Linked DNA regions of Lactuca sativa: region 2 is linked to region 1. Evidence: chromatin contacts called from public Hi-C data. All regions are on one chromosome and are shown on one strand. Each heading gives the region's core, a stretch centred on a gene start, on an enhancer-like site or on the middle of the called end of the contact. The rest is flanking DNA. Distances are from core to core; before and after follow the strand shown.

Region 1 (6,627 bases), core at 3,114-5,613:
ACATCAAAAAAAAAAATTATAATACCGAAACAAAATATAGTTTTAGATCAATACAAAGACATCAAACAATTTCATAACATTTGCCATATGTTTTTATTTAAAGAAATATAAATAAATGTGAAAAATACCACCAAAGTTTATTATTCAAAATGATTTCTTTCCATATGTTTTTATTCACTTTAATAGATTTAATTTAACAGGTTTAACCAAGTTTTGTAAAAACTGGCTCGTTAACCAGTAATAGTTGAACTTCACTGATTTCCCGTTCAACCGGCCGGTTCAAATGAGTTTTTAAAACATTGAATTTTTAAAAAAGTACAATAATAATTTTATTCCAAAATCTTCGTTTATTAATTTTTATTGTTTGAAAAAGTTAAATATGTCTAAAACAACTTATATCCCAAAATCTTTATTTATTAATTGTTATTGTTTTGAAGCATTAACTAAAAACTATTTTTAGATAATGGGTTATTTTTTATAAGCTATAATATAGTTTTGTAAACGAATCTACTTTCACCAAACAAAACCTTAACAAACGGGGAGTGATTCTTCCAGGGTAGGTTTTTATTATCCACTAAATTTTTTATTGTAATGACAATTATACCCTTAAGTTATAAAAAGTTTAATTACTAACATGTTTATTATATTTTCCCATAAATAAGTGTAGAAGATATTTTCCAGCAATAATATTCATCTCCCTGTTTCGCTCACATCTAAGTATCAAAGTTCATCTGCGGTGGTGCAGGTACTACTTACGACTCCACCGTCGACATATTATTGCAAGATTAAACTTAAGAACCACCCTTCCAAGTTCATGGAGATATAGAACTGACATGTTTCAGTGGCCATCACCCATCACCCGCCGGAAAACAACTGTTACCCCATCTAATAGAGTTGCAGAAGAGAAAACCCAGCCACATCTTCGTTGTTCACCACTTTATTATCCAACAAATAAAACACCATCTCTAAATTGTGCTCTAGATCCAATTCAAATATGAGAAACTATGGCGATGAAGATCAATACGGGACTTACCAATTCGGCCTGTAAGAGAAGATTGCAGAGATTGGGGTGGCAATGGAGACGAAAAGTTCATTTGATTTGGATAAAACCCACATCTCTTTCCGTTTGGGATTTGTCACCAGGGCGAGTTGCAAATGACGGCAGTGCCTCCAAAGTCGCCAAGTCCAGGTGGCTGGACCGATGAATGAGGGCAGTCGGCGGTATAATCAGCTGAGTTTTATATTATTTTAGGCAAAAAAGTTGTCATCGTCGGATGAAGCAGATCGATATTATTCATAATTTATGAACAATTTGTTTTTGCAAATGCTCGAGCTGGAGCTACCATGTCCACCTCTAAAAGCGTGGCAGACGTACTAATGTGAAGACGGAAGAAGGAAGATGGGGGGCGTTTGCTTCCTTGTTTGGAGAAAAAAAGGATATTATTATTTTAAATATTATAAATTGCCATTAAGGGCACGATAGTCAATATATATTATTTCCGTGGAATGATAAAAACATTCTGTAGAAGAATCATGACCCTTAACAAATTGATCTTTTGTTTTCAATTACAATTGAAATCAAACAAATTCCATTATCCACAATTTTAATCACAAACACCTAAATTTCAATCACCATTACTTCCTACATAAAAGAATTGATCTTATTTTGTTTTCAATCACAATTAAAATCAAACAAATTTCAATATCCATATAATCAAGAATACCGAAACCGGTTTCATTTCTATTTCAACTTAAACTTATCGAAGATAAGATCCTAATTTTTTCGTTTATGACAAGTTGACTCCACAAGCCAACAAACGGAGGCCGAAATAAGGGAATTTTCTCATCGTTATAACACAAGTCAAATACGTCAAAAAAACAACTTTTAAACAAGTAAAATAATAATCTTATTCCAAAGTCTCCATTTATTAACTTCCATGAACACAAAAAGCACCTCTTCCACTACTTTGGTATATCCATAACCAAAATCCCAACACAACACATATTTATCCTAAACAAAGCAAGAGGCCTTCTTTCCCCAAATATCTTCACTATTTACACTTTTTCCCCTTCATTTCCCCCCTAATTTAACTTCACAATCGAACCCGCATCCGATTTAAAACTCCTCTCACTCTCTTCAAACCCTTGTCCAACATAACCCTTCATCCTCCTCTTCAACTCCTTCCTGTAAAAACACAAACAAAAGTACACAACAATCAAAATCATCACCCAATTACATAACATCAATGTACTTTAAAAACCCATAAAATCCCACTTACATCATCAATTGTCGATCAAGATTCGAAGAAGACAACAACCCTTTATTCTCTTCTGCTCTTCGAAGAAGATAAGGCATGATTTGATCAACTGGCCCAAATGGTAAATACTTGCTTACACCAAATCCAGCGTTTCGCAACCCAAATGTCATCGCTTCTGCCATTCCATAAAGTGAGGCAAACTCAAGCTTCTCACTATCTTTCCCAATTCCCAAATTTCTTGCCTTTTGTGCAGCTAATTTTCCTGTTAAATTTCAAAAAAAAGTGAAAAAAGTTAGATTGAATTCGTTTAGTAACAGAGATCTTGAATGTCGTCTCAAGAAATACCTCGGATTTCGAATAGTTTTCAACCATCGGTTTTCAAGAACCAATACAAGTACAACAATCCTGATTCACAATACATTTTTTATCAAATTTTGTGCACTTCGTTTATCTTTTCGATACGTTTAAAATACGAATTCAAGACACAAATCGTGGAAATGATTCAAAACAACAATACCCAGAATAAAAAAACTCAAAAAGATTCAATCTTTTACCTGATTCAAGATTATGGGTAGCGAGAATGAGTCCACCGGGTCCATTTGAGACTTCATCAAGCATAAACGAAGCACAATCGTTGTAACAATTGTGTGTATCGATGATGCTATTATGAATGGGAGATTCAACGTTTAAAGAATTAGCCAATTGGGATTCACTCGACATGTAAGCGCCTCTAACTAACTTGAATCCAACTGGTAATCCCATTTGATCGGCGGCTTTCTTGGTGGCGTACAGCCGTTCGCCGGCGTCTTTCAGGTAAGCTTGGATTGTGCCGAAAATTAAGGGCTTTTCGCCATTGTTGTACATGACAGCGGCTGAGTATGTAAAGTAATCGATTCCTGGTTGGATTGAAGTGTCTTCAGCATCGATTACTACCGGAACTTTGGATTCGATGCTTTTGTTGCAGATTTTTACGAGTCTCTGATGGGCTAATTCGAGATCGTGTTCTTCTTCGGGTGTTAATGGTGATGGTTTTTCTAAAGTGTGGTAAAATGGGCTTGATTCTGAAAAGATCGGAAGGGTTTTAAGCTTCCATGGAAGATTCGTCGATGAAGAATTCTTGTATTCCCATCGAAGAAGATCACTCACCCTTTTAAGTAAAGAAATTGGACAAATTGCAGTGATCTTCACAACCACGAAGCTAACCTGTTTTCAAAAAAAAATGATTAATTTTACAAAGATTCACTGTATCAAAGAATCAAAATCATTTCGTGGTACGAATCGTACATGGGTTTTTTTAAATCAAGAAATATAAAAAGGGAATCTTGAATTGAGAAAATATAAAGAAAATCAGAATAAAATATTTGAAAAATCATGGAAATGTAAAAACAACTTACAGAAGAAGGAGGTAAAGATTGTGTTGATTCAACAGTTTTGATGAATTCTTGAGCGTTTATATCACAAGATTCATTATCAATCGCATGTTCTAAACCATAATCCAACATCCCTCTCAACCCGGATTCCCAAAGCTTCTTAACAGTCCGACCCGTTTCTTCCGTATCCGCTCCGGCAACAAAATGTTCATACGACGTATGTTTAATGACACCCAAAACAATCTCTCTAAACAAACCCACTTGCATGAGCCTAGACTTCATAACCCAAACACCCATATCCACCACCGGCTCCACCGCCGCCAGGTTCAGGTTCGCCGCCGACCGGAGAAGTTTCCCGGTTGTAACGGATGAGAACAAACCTTTCGTATCCTCGAAATCGAATATGGCGTCACGTGAATGGTCAGGAACGATGGTGGTCGTCGGTGGTGTTGGTGGCGGAGTTGGGAAGATTGTTGTTGCCGTTGTGTTGATGGTTGTTCTTTGTGCAGAACGGAATCTTGGTGTGGTGAGGGTGGTGGTAGGGGATGACTTCACACGGTGGACAAATGATCGGATCAATTTTGAAGAGGAGCCATTGGTGGTCATGGCCATCAATGGTCGACGGTGATTGGTGGTTGTGGTGGTGGCGACTAACGACGGTTGATGAAGAAGACGTTGAAAAACAACGGTGTTGCTAAAATGCTAATTTTTAGGGTGTAATAACAAACCAGTTTTTTTTTGTGAGGATGACTTGAAACATAGCAAGGTATATATAGGAAAAAATATGTAAATTCGGGTTGGATCCGAAACCCGACCCGTTTCACGTACGTTTCGGGTTTTTTGTGGAAATTGATCTATCCATATTTGGAGGGAGTAAATTTTGGAAAAGTAGAAAAATCCGTATTTAGTTATGGTGTAGTGGGGTCCATGGGATTTGGTGTGGACCAGGGGTAAAAATGTCATAAAAGGAAGTGCTAAAGTCACGGGGTTGAGACCGGAGATTCTGTTTCGACAAACTAGTCGGCACCGCCAAAGTAGAAAGATTCCGTGCCGGAAAGTTTCATAGAATATTCTCCTCAGATTCTTCACAATGATTTTATAAAAATAAAAATAAAAATGTAATTGAATCTACTTTATAATTTCATTCTTTTTAAATTTTTAATGTAGTGTAATTTAATTGATCTTAATTGATTTATATATTTATAGGTTTTTTTATATATAATTTATATTTTATAAAATTGTATAGTATATAATTTTCAAATATAAATTATTATGTATAAAAAAAATTATTGTATACGAATCAACATACTTTTTTTTATAAATATACTACAAAACATGAAATAAATTTTTGCTACTTATTAAATCAAAATATATAATACGTTTTGAAGTAGTTAATGTAAGTATGTTACAAAATTAATGTTTTTAACTAATGCTATGTTTGTTATAGTTTGGTTAAATTTTATAGAGTGTTCCACATAATATTTTCTATAAAAAGTTATTGGCTAGTTTTATTTTTTTTCCAACTGTTTGAAGGATATGACTATATGAGTGTTAAAATTTAAATTTACTGTTTAATTAAATCTGGATATGTCAAAACAAGAAGAAGATTTTAATATTTTGGGTAAATTTTGCTTATATTTTTGAATATTTTCATAGTTATGTCTATATTCTTTTACAATTTCAAATTATATGTATATCCTTATAAGCTTATAAACTCACATATATAACAAAATACTTAATTTAACCTATTTAAAATTTAAAAACATTATCTTTAAATTGATTTCTTATTATTAAAATACTAATTAACTTGTAACATTACAATATTACAGTTCTTTCATATTACTATTCTCATCCTATTTACTTGATAAATCCTTACAAAATACTCAAACCCACATTGGAGTTAGTTTTTCCATGATCTTACCTAAAGAACCGGAGGAAGAAAAAAAATTTGCTTAGACGAGAATAATTGTAGTTCTCCTAAATCAATTGTAGAAGATGAAATATATTGTTTAGTAATCGATTAAAATATGTAATTAGCAGGTTTTGCTAATCGACTATTCAGAATATTAAGCAACAAAGAATCATGTCATGAATAACCATACTGTGAATATGGAAACCGATTATGAGAATGATTGCAAATATGTATATTACTAATTTAGTTATAATATAATTTAAAGATTGTTTAACTTTTTAAATATATTAGTTCTCATTAAATTATATATATATATATAATGTGTGTCAGTAAGTTTATACGTTTTATAAGGATATATATTAATTTGAAGTTTTACAAGGATATGAACGTAATTATAAAAGTTTATAAGGATATAAACGAAATTCTTCCTAATATTTTTATATTTTTTCATATAATGTATATTTTTTGGAAAGAAAATCAAGTTATTAAAGTATATGAATCTCCATATATTTAATTTCTCATCTTTTAATATGGGATATTTTAATTAATAACGGATAAATAACTTAAAAAGCGTTAGAAAGCGCATAAAAACGAGGATAATGATATCTTATTTAATTTGGTATCCATTTATTTAATTTGATTTCTATTTATTTAATTTATTATGAATCTTGTTCTATATTTAAAATAAATATACTTAAGTGAAGCAAAAAAGGGAAAATAAAATACGGAAGAATCCGGAATCTGTTGATAAAAGGGCAGGTAAAGTAGACAACTCAGGAAGATTGTGGGTCCGGTTCACTCACGCATGGTACCACAAGTCCATTTTTGTCAATTTCTGTATAGAAATTAAATATCTCCAACTTTTTCTTTTTATCTTTTTTATTTTTGGAAGATAGAAAAATGTAATAAAAATTTATCAAACTTGTATGGTTTTATTGATACATTTTTCAATACATATCTAGATTGTACCAAAAAATACAATTATTAATTAGCCGAAAATAACTTTACAACTGACTAATAAAAATTTTTGTTAAAATTGATCGTTCAATCCTAATCATTAATCTTTTCTTTGAAAATCTTGTTTAGA
Region 2 (6,999 bases), core at 1,643-4,142, 730 kb after region 1:
ATCTCCTCAGATTATACGGTTTCTGTATGACCCCAACTGAAAAACTCTTAGTCTACCCTTACATGTCAAATGGAAGCGTTGCCTCTCGTCTTAAAGGTACATACATTGATACATAATCCACCATTTTCTCCATTATCAAACCTGCAACTCATCGTATAAGTTTCAAGAAGTTAAAATCTCGATTTCTTTGCATGATTTTGTCAGCGAAACCAGTTTTGAATTGGGGAATAAGGAAGAAGATCGCATTAGGAGCTGCGAGAGGATTGTTGTATCTTCATGAACAGTGTGATCCGAAGATTATTCATCGAGATGTGAAAGCTGCGAATATATTGCTTGATGATTTTTGTGAAGCGGTTGTTGGTGATTTCGGGTTAGCGAAGCTTTTGGATCATCAAGATTCTCATGTAACGACGGCGGTGCGTGGAACCGTCGGCCATATTGCGCCGGAGTATCTCTCCACCGGCCAGTCGTCGGAGAAGACAGATGTTTTTGGGTTTGGGATTCTTCTTCTAGAACTGTTAACCGGACAACGAGCTTTGGAATTCGGGAAAGCTGCTAACCAGAAAGGAGCAATGCTTGACTGGGTAATTACTAATTAGCTTACGTTGTTCTTCATCTCCGGCGAGTTTCCATCGCCGGAAAATCAAGATTCCGACTTTTTTTCTTAACGGGAAATAATAGTTTAATACTATGATTTTGTTTTTTCAGGTGAAAAAGATTCATGTAGAGAAGAAGCTAGATTTGTTAGTTGATAAAGATTTAAAGAACAATTACGATAGGATTGAGTTAGAGGAAATCGTGAAAGTGGCGTTGTTGTGTACTCAATATCTTCCCGGCCACCGGCCTAAGATGTCGGAAGTTGTACGGATGTTGGAAGGGGATGGACTTGCGGAGAGATGGGAAGCTTCACAGGGAGTTGAGTCGAGTTCAAAGTTCAGGACGCCGGAGTTGTCGTCGTCGGAGCGGTATTCTGACCTCACCGATGACTCTTCTTTGCTTGGACAAGCGATAGAACTCTCTGGGCCTAGATGAATCTTGAATTTCAAATAGGAATTATGGAAAAAAAAAAAAAAAAACAGGGTTTGTAAAGGTTTAAATTTTCAAGTGTAGTAAATTTTGTATTTGAGTTATAAAAAAAGTAAGTGTTTTTTAATATACTATCAAGCATATAGGTTCATTTTTTATTTTTAATTTCTTGGGAAAAAAGAGTTAATTTTTTGTTTTTTTGTTTCCAAGTCGCACCAAAATTTCCTTGTGTCATTTTTATTTATTTATTATTTTTTTGATGTTTAAGAGTTCCAAGTCTTTATTTTATATTTTAGTTAGTTATATAAATTCGTTCAAGTGATTTACCAAAAATTAAATAGTGTATTCCTATCTTGGAGGTTTAACCTTTTGTGTCCATGTGTTTGTATTTGTTGTGGATTACATATTAAATTAGAAATGTTGGTCATAAGTATAACTTTTATGTTTCAGGTGGTTCGGGTATTTTCTAATAAAAAATAATCGATAAACAAACTGAATTGAAATTTGGATATTCGGGTATTGCCCTATAGAAGTTGTTAAAAATTATAAGAAAAAAAAATAAGCATGTTACTTAAATTGTAGGGACTAACTGTGTAACTATCTTTTCAATAGACAATAAGAAGTAAGGACTTACAAAGCACAAGGAACACCAATTTTGTGAATAAGAATAATGCATTAGCCAAAATTAGGGGTGCAAACGAGCCGAGCCGAATATAGTACTCCTTAACAAGAGAAAATACCCTTTTGATGCCAAATGTACATACTTTTACTCATCTGAATGCAATAAAACAAATTTTACATCACTTTAAATGTTGTAGTTTAACATATTGTGTGGTTACTTACTACTGTCACAATATAAAAATCATAGTAGAATCTTAAATTTAAATTAGGTTGTGACTGTGACTACTAATCAATCAATCATAGTAGAAACACAAATGCCAAATTTATTATGTATTGTTGCTCTACGAGCACTCAAAATCCGAGGCTTGGTGTAAGAAAATTGGCTCCGTTAGTGGGGCAAACCTTATTTTAGTTGGCATTACAAACAACAAATCAGAAAATCTTTTAATTGTCATGAAGACCGGAAAAATATTGGAAATTTTAAAGAAATGAGAGTTCTATAATTTCACTAATATGTTTACTAATCCATATTATACAACATCAACAACAATATCCACATATATTCCACAAAATAGAAGACAATCTAACCAAAGAAGCAAATAGCAAACCCCCTAAAATTCGAAATCATTAACAAACAAGAAACCAAAAAGCAATCCACTTACTTTGAAACAAATAGATAAGCAGTAAACTGGTGACGAGTGGACGATAGGTGGTGAGTGGTGACGATGTCTTTTTGACTTTGTGGTGGTAATGAGTAATGACGATGACCTCTAAAGAAAACAATTTGCTATTATCAGGTAGAGAAAAAAGAAATAGAGTAAGAGATGCATGCTATTGGATATTACGTAATGATTTTTTTTTGTTAAATCAATTATTCGGATATACTCGAAAGTACAGAACCTTAGTCACATACATTATACATGGACTTATATAAAAGTGGGTTAACCGAATACCCTAAATTATATGTCTAAAACCCGATAAACATAAACACGACCTAATCTACCCGAATTCAGAACGGGTCAATCAGTTATTTCAAGTATTAATTATTTTCGATATGCTTAGTCCCCATGTCTTATGTCTTCGTTTTCTCGATTAGCTGATCATTATATATATATATATATATATATATATATATATATATATATATATATATATATATATATATATATATTAAAATTCTTCACCCTTAGCTACTGACACTGTAAAGTGGCTAAGGGATTGACAAAATTGGTCCTTTCATTTGCTGTAAATCGGAATTGGTCCACTTATTTATTGAAATAGCAATTTGGTCCTTGTAAGAATAACAGTTTTTAATGTTCAGTCCATGGATCATCTTCAACAAACGTGTTCTCTTCTCTTTCACCACCACTGTTCAATCAGCAAACGTGTCATCTTCTCTTTTACCTCGGTTACTCTGTTCCACCACTTATATACATGTCTGATGCTACGTTTTTCCCACTGACAATCTACCGCTTTTTTCTTATCTGCTCTATATACCACTTTTGAAACTCTGTCTTGGAAAGCTTGGAGACAATCCTTCGACTTCTCTTCCTTACCCTTCTATCTTTGTCTCTCTGTAAGAAAAAGTCAGCTCCTCTTCCTCACGAACCACTGTCACCCATTTACCGGCTCAGCCAATGTCATTCCTCCTGTTGGTGAAGAAAGACAAAACGAGCGGTGACCGGGGGTTCCTAACAAAAACCCTAAACTGATTTCGATCGTCTGTATGTCCATCTCCACTTTGAATTGAGAATCAATGACCACCATTACGCCCCTAGGTATGTGTTGTGAGCGAATGGAAAAGAATGATGAGGTTCTCTTCCTCATCTAATTAATCGATCCTGACCACAAGGTAAATGATTTGACTAATCGATTCAAGTTAACTGGAGATCAATATTTTTTTGGTTTTGAAATTTAACTTTACATCAACTCCTCCTCTATTTTCTGCCATCCGTAGGTACGTTTTCGTCTATTATTTCTGTTTTCTGTCTTTGTTTACAAGTATTTTGGGTGTTGAACGGGTGATCGGAAGGAAGATGTGGGTGGGTCTGTTTGATGCAAATTTAGAGAAGAAATTTGGTGAATTTCAAGGGTGTAGTGAAGAAAGACGCAAGCAATTGGAAGATTCAAATAAATAAAATACAACAATTACAGGATCTGAGCAGGTTAGACTTTGTGTCTATTTGATTTTTAGGGGCAATTTGGTAAATTTCTCCTTTTTACATTCATCTACGATGACATGAACTTAGAAAGAGGTAAAATTGGCCTGATTTGATATTATAAAAATTACAAAAAAACAAACAAACAAACTTATTTTTACCATTATACTTTTTTTTTTATCATCAAAAAATTTTATTTACTAATTAAGCCGCTACACTAATATTTTTTTATTGATTGTCATTAAACTCTTAGTTTTTTTTTTTTTTTTTTTTTTTTTTTTTTTTTTTTTTTTACGATTTAGCCACAGAACTATTACGATGAAAATCTAAAAAAAATAGTTCAGTGGCTAAATTACATGATTCAAAGTTTTTTTTTGTCATAAAATGGTTGGTTGACCATTTTCTCTTTGATAACAGTTGGTCTATTTGCCTCCTGTCCATCATTCTAACAGTTAAAAAAGATAATGACATTCTATTTTTTGTTTATTCATATTATATATTATGAAGCAAAAAAATTGGAAATATGATGCAGATCAAATGGAAGGCTTGCAATCTTGGGTCACAAACCACCAGTTTACCAACATAGGTTAGTTTAATTTATAAACTTTAACTTTTATTCAATATAATGATAGATTTGATTTTTTTGAATAATCAAACCGACAAAATGTAATGGAGTCTATATAAAAATGTATATGTAGGTACAATTTGGGCAACAATAGTTGCTACATCAATGGCTTACACAAGCGCTAAGAGAGATGCATTTAAGCCTAACGTTAGATATACAAGTTGCATTGAAGCATTTAAACAATTTATATTTATCTCTATGGTTATTTTATATGTATTTGTTTGCCACTATAGGATGCATGCATTAGGTTTAACGTTGGTAGATCAACTTTCAGTTGAGTTTAAGCCTATTCGCGTATATTCATATATTGAATGGCAAGTATGCATCTGAACATAAAATTTGTTATTCCATAAAAGATTTAAGAATGTAGGCTAAAAATCTATTTTGCTGATATGAAGGTGGATGAATTGGAGAAAGCTATTTCTGAGGCAGCTAGAGACCCCGCTAAATATGGAATCGATCAACCCGAACTTGAAAGAAGATTTAAATGGACAAGAGCCGCTATGACTCAAGTAAATTCTTTTTTTTTTTTTTTTTTTTTTTTTTTTTTTTTTTTTAATATAAACATTAAAAATTCACACAGTTGATTTTGTTTAGGAGGTGTTAAGAAATTAGTGGTTGGAACAGACTTCTTCCACATTTAGTGAGATGTATCAAGAACTAATGAGTCTGTTAAGTGCACGTCAGCAAGTATGATGTAAAGTGGGTTTTTTTTTACATATCTTAGAACAAGAAAACTAAAACAGGGTAATGTATTTTCATTTGAATGTTTAGCTTTATGTAATTTGGATCCTTTTTTTTGCAAAGGGCAATGTCCTTTATTTTTATTATTTTAAGCATCAAAATTGTAAAAGGGCGAATTGCAGAGAATAACAACATACTTAACTGTGGCTACCAATTAAGACAATCTATTATACATGTACACAAAAACAACACCTTCCAACCCCTGCAACGCGGGAGAACGCATCTAGTTTTGACTAAGAAAACATTCTACATTCTCTTTTGAGTGTTCGTATCATTATAAGGTTCTTTTTTGTTCAATTTTAAGTGGACAAAATGCCAAAAACAAAAAAGAACAAAAATGATCAAAATAACCAAATTGACCAAAAGGTAAAAACGGTCATTTTTTACCAAATATATTATACTTCCTCTTATAAGAGTTTCATATAAGTATAATACCTTTTTGTGCAGTTTTAAGTAGTATAAATGAAAAAAAAAATAATAATGATCAAAATGATTAAATTGACCAAAATGGCAAAAATAGTCATTTTCACACAAAAAAACCTTCATTCCTTTTCAATTTTTGTATATCATTATAAGATTTTTTTTATTCGGTTTTAAGTGCTATAAATGACCAAAACATTAGAATCTTTAATTAGCAATTTACCTTACATATATAATAAAAAGATGATGTTATATTACACATAAAATGCAAGTAAATTTTTATTTATTTTCTTTAGCCGAATCATGGGCTAAATGTAAATAAATAGCAACATAATAAATGCAAGTAAATACTTTTTAAAAATAAAATAAAATATTCTTTGTTTTAAGAATTGGGAGAATCTTCTACTCTAATAAATACAAGTTTTTTTTGTCACATGTCACATTCTTATTTAATTTGCTAAATATTATTTTGTGGTTATTTTGAATTAATTTCTTTTCAACATGTCATTTTGTGGGTTTTTTATTTTAATGAATTTCAGATAATACTTTAATGTAATAATTACAATAAATATAGTAATAAATGAATATCAATTTCATTAATAAACTTACTTTTTTATTTCAAAATTCTCAAATTAAAGCTTATTAGTTTATTTTATTTTATTTATTTAAATTTAAAAGATAAAAAAATCAATTTTAATAATTCATTATTTTTCTTATTTTCTTATAAATCCAAAGCTCTTAAATATTTAAACATTTATATTTATTTTTTAAAAATTAACCCATGTATTAAATTAACCCATGTAATACATAGGTCTTACACCTAGTAACTAAATAAAAGTAATAAAAGCACTTATAGGAATGGTCTTTGTCTAAATAAGTTTATAGAAATGATCCTTGTATAAAAATAATGCATAAATGGTATATGTTCAACAAAATTAACAATAATGGTCGTAGTTTAAAAAAATGTATAATTTATCAAATGACCAAATTAACAAAAATACCCGGTTGAAATGACGACAAAATGTCAAAATATTCAAAATGATGCATAAATGGTCCGTGAATTACACGATTGATTAAAAGAAAATTTATATAGGATTATGTTAACATAGGGGATGTTGTTGGTTGTAGAATATATTGTCTTCAAGGCAAAGGTAAACTAACCAAATTATTCCAATGGAAAAATAAAGGAAAACTAAGTTACAAATAGCATTTACAAACATTATAGTAGAAACATATAACAATGCAAGAAATAACAATGTACTTTCTATCAATTTATTTATTATAGTATTTTTAAACTTTCATTTCTTAATAGAACACCATTTAACTTTGAATGATCTACCCACTTATAGTAATTTCATTTAAATAACAAAAAGCAAATTAAACTACTAGATTTGGATATAATTT

Evidence for each region. Hi-C and Micro-C count contacts between places; a contact is called where the count stands out from the background.
Region 2: a contact with region 1 is called in a Hi-C map of leaf, with 6 times the contacts expected there. The contact joins the promoter of LOC111914044 here to the promoter of LOC111896317 in region 1. A contact is called at or near these places in 2 of 4 Hi-C or Micro-C datasets (leaf and seed).

The regions. Positions count from the first base shown.
Region 1 is chr3:153,993,356-153,999,982 of Lsat_Salinas_v11, forward strand. It overlaps LOC111896317 (proline dehydrogenase 2, mitochondrial), which reads right to left and starts at 4,364. Exons shown (of 4, transcript XM_023892330.2): 1 at 3,653-4,364; 2 at 2,813-3,461; 3 at 2,280-2,520; 4 at 1,884-2,185. The coding sequence starts at 4,240. The coding sequence ends at 2,083.
Region 2 is chr3:154,723,148-154,730,146 of Lsat_Salinas_v11, forward strand. It overlaps LOC111914044, which reads left to right and starts at 2,893. Exons shown (of 5, transcript XM_052769426.1): 1 at 2,893-3,812; 2 at 4,339-4,392; 3 at 4,505-4,749; 4 at 4,830-4,943; 5 at 5,015-5,338. The coding sequence starts at 4,344. The coding sequence ends at 5,038. It overlaps LOC111914045 (protein NSP-INTERACTING KINASE 1), which reads left to right. Exons shown (of 11, transcript XM_023909789.3): 9 at 1-96; 10 at 205-584; 11 at 709-1,155. The coding sequence ends at 1,032.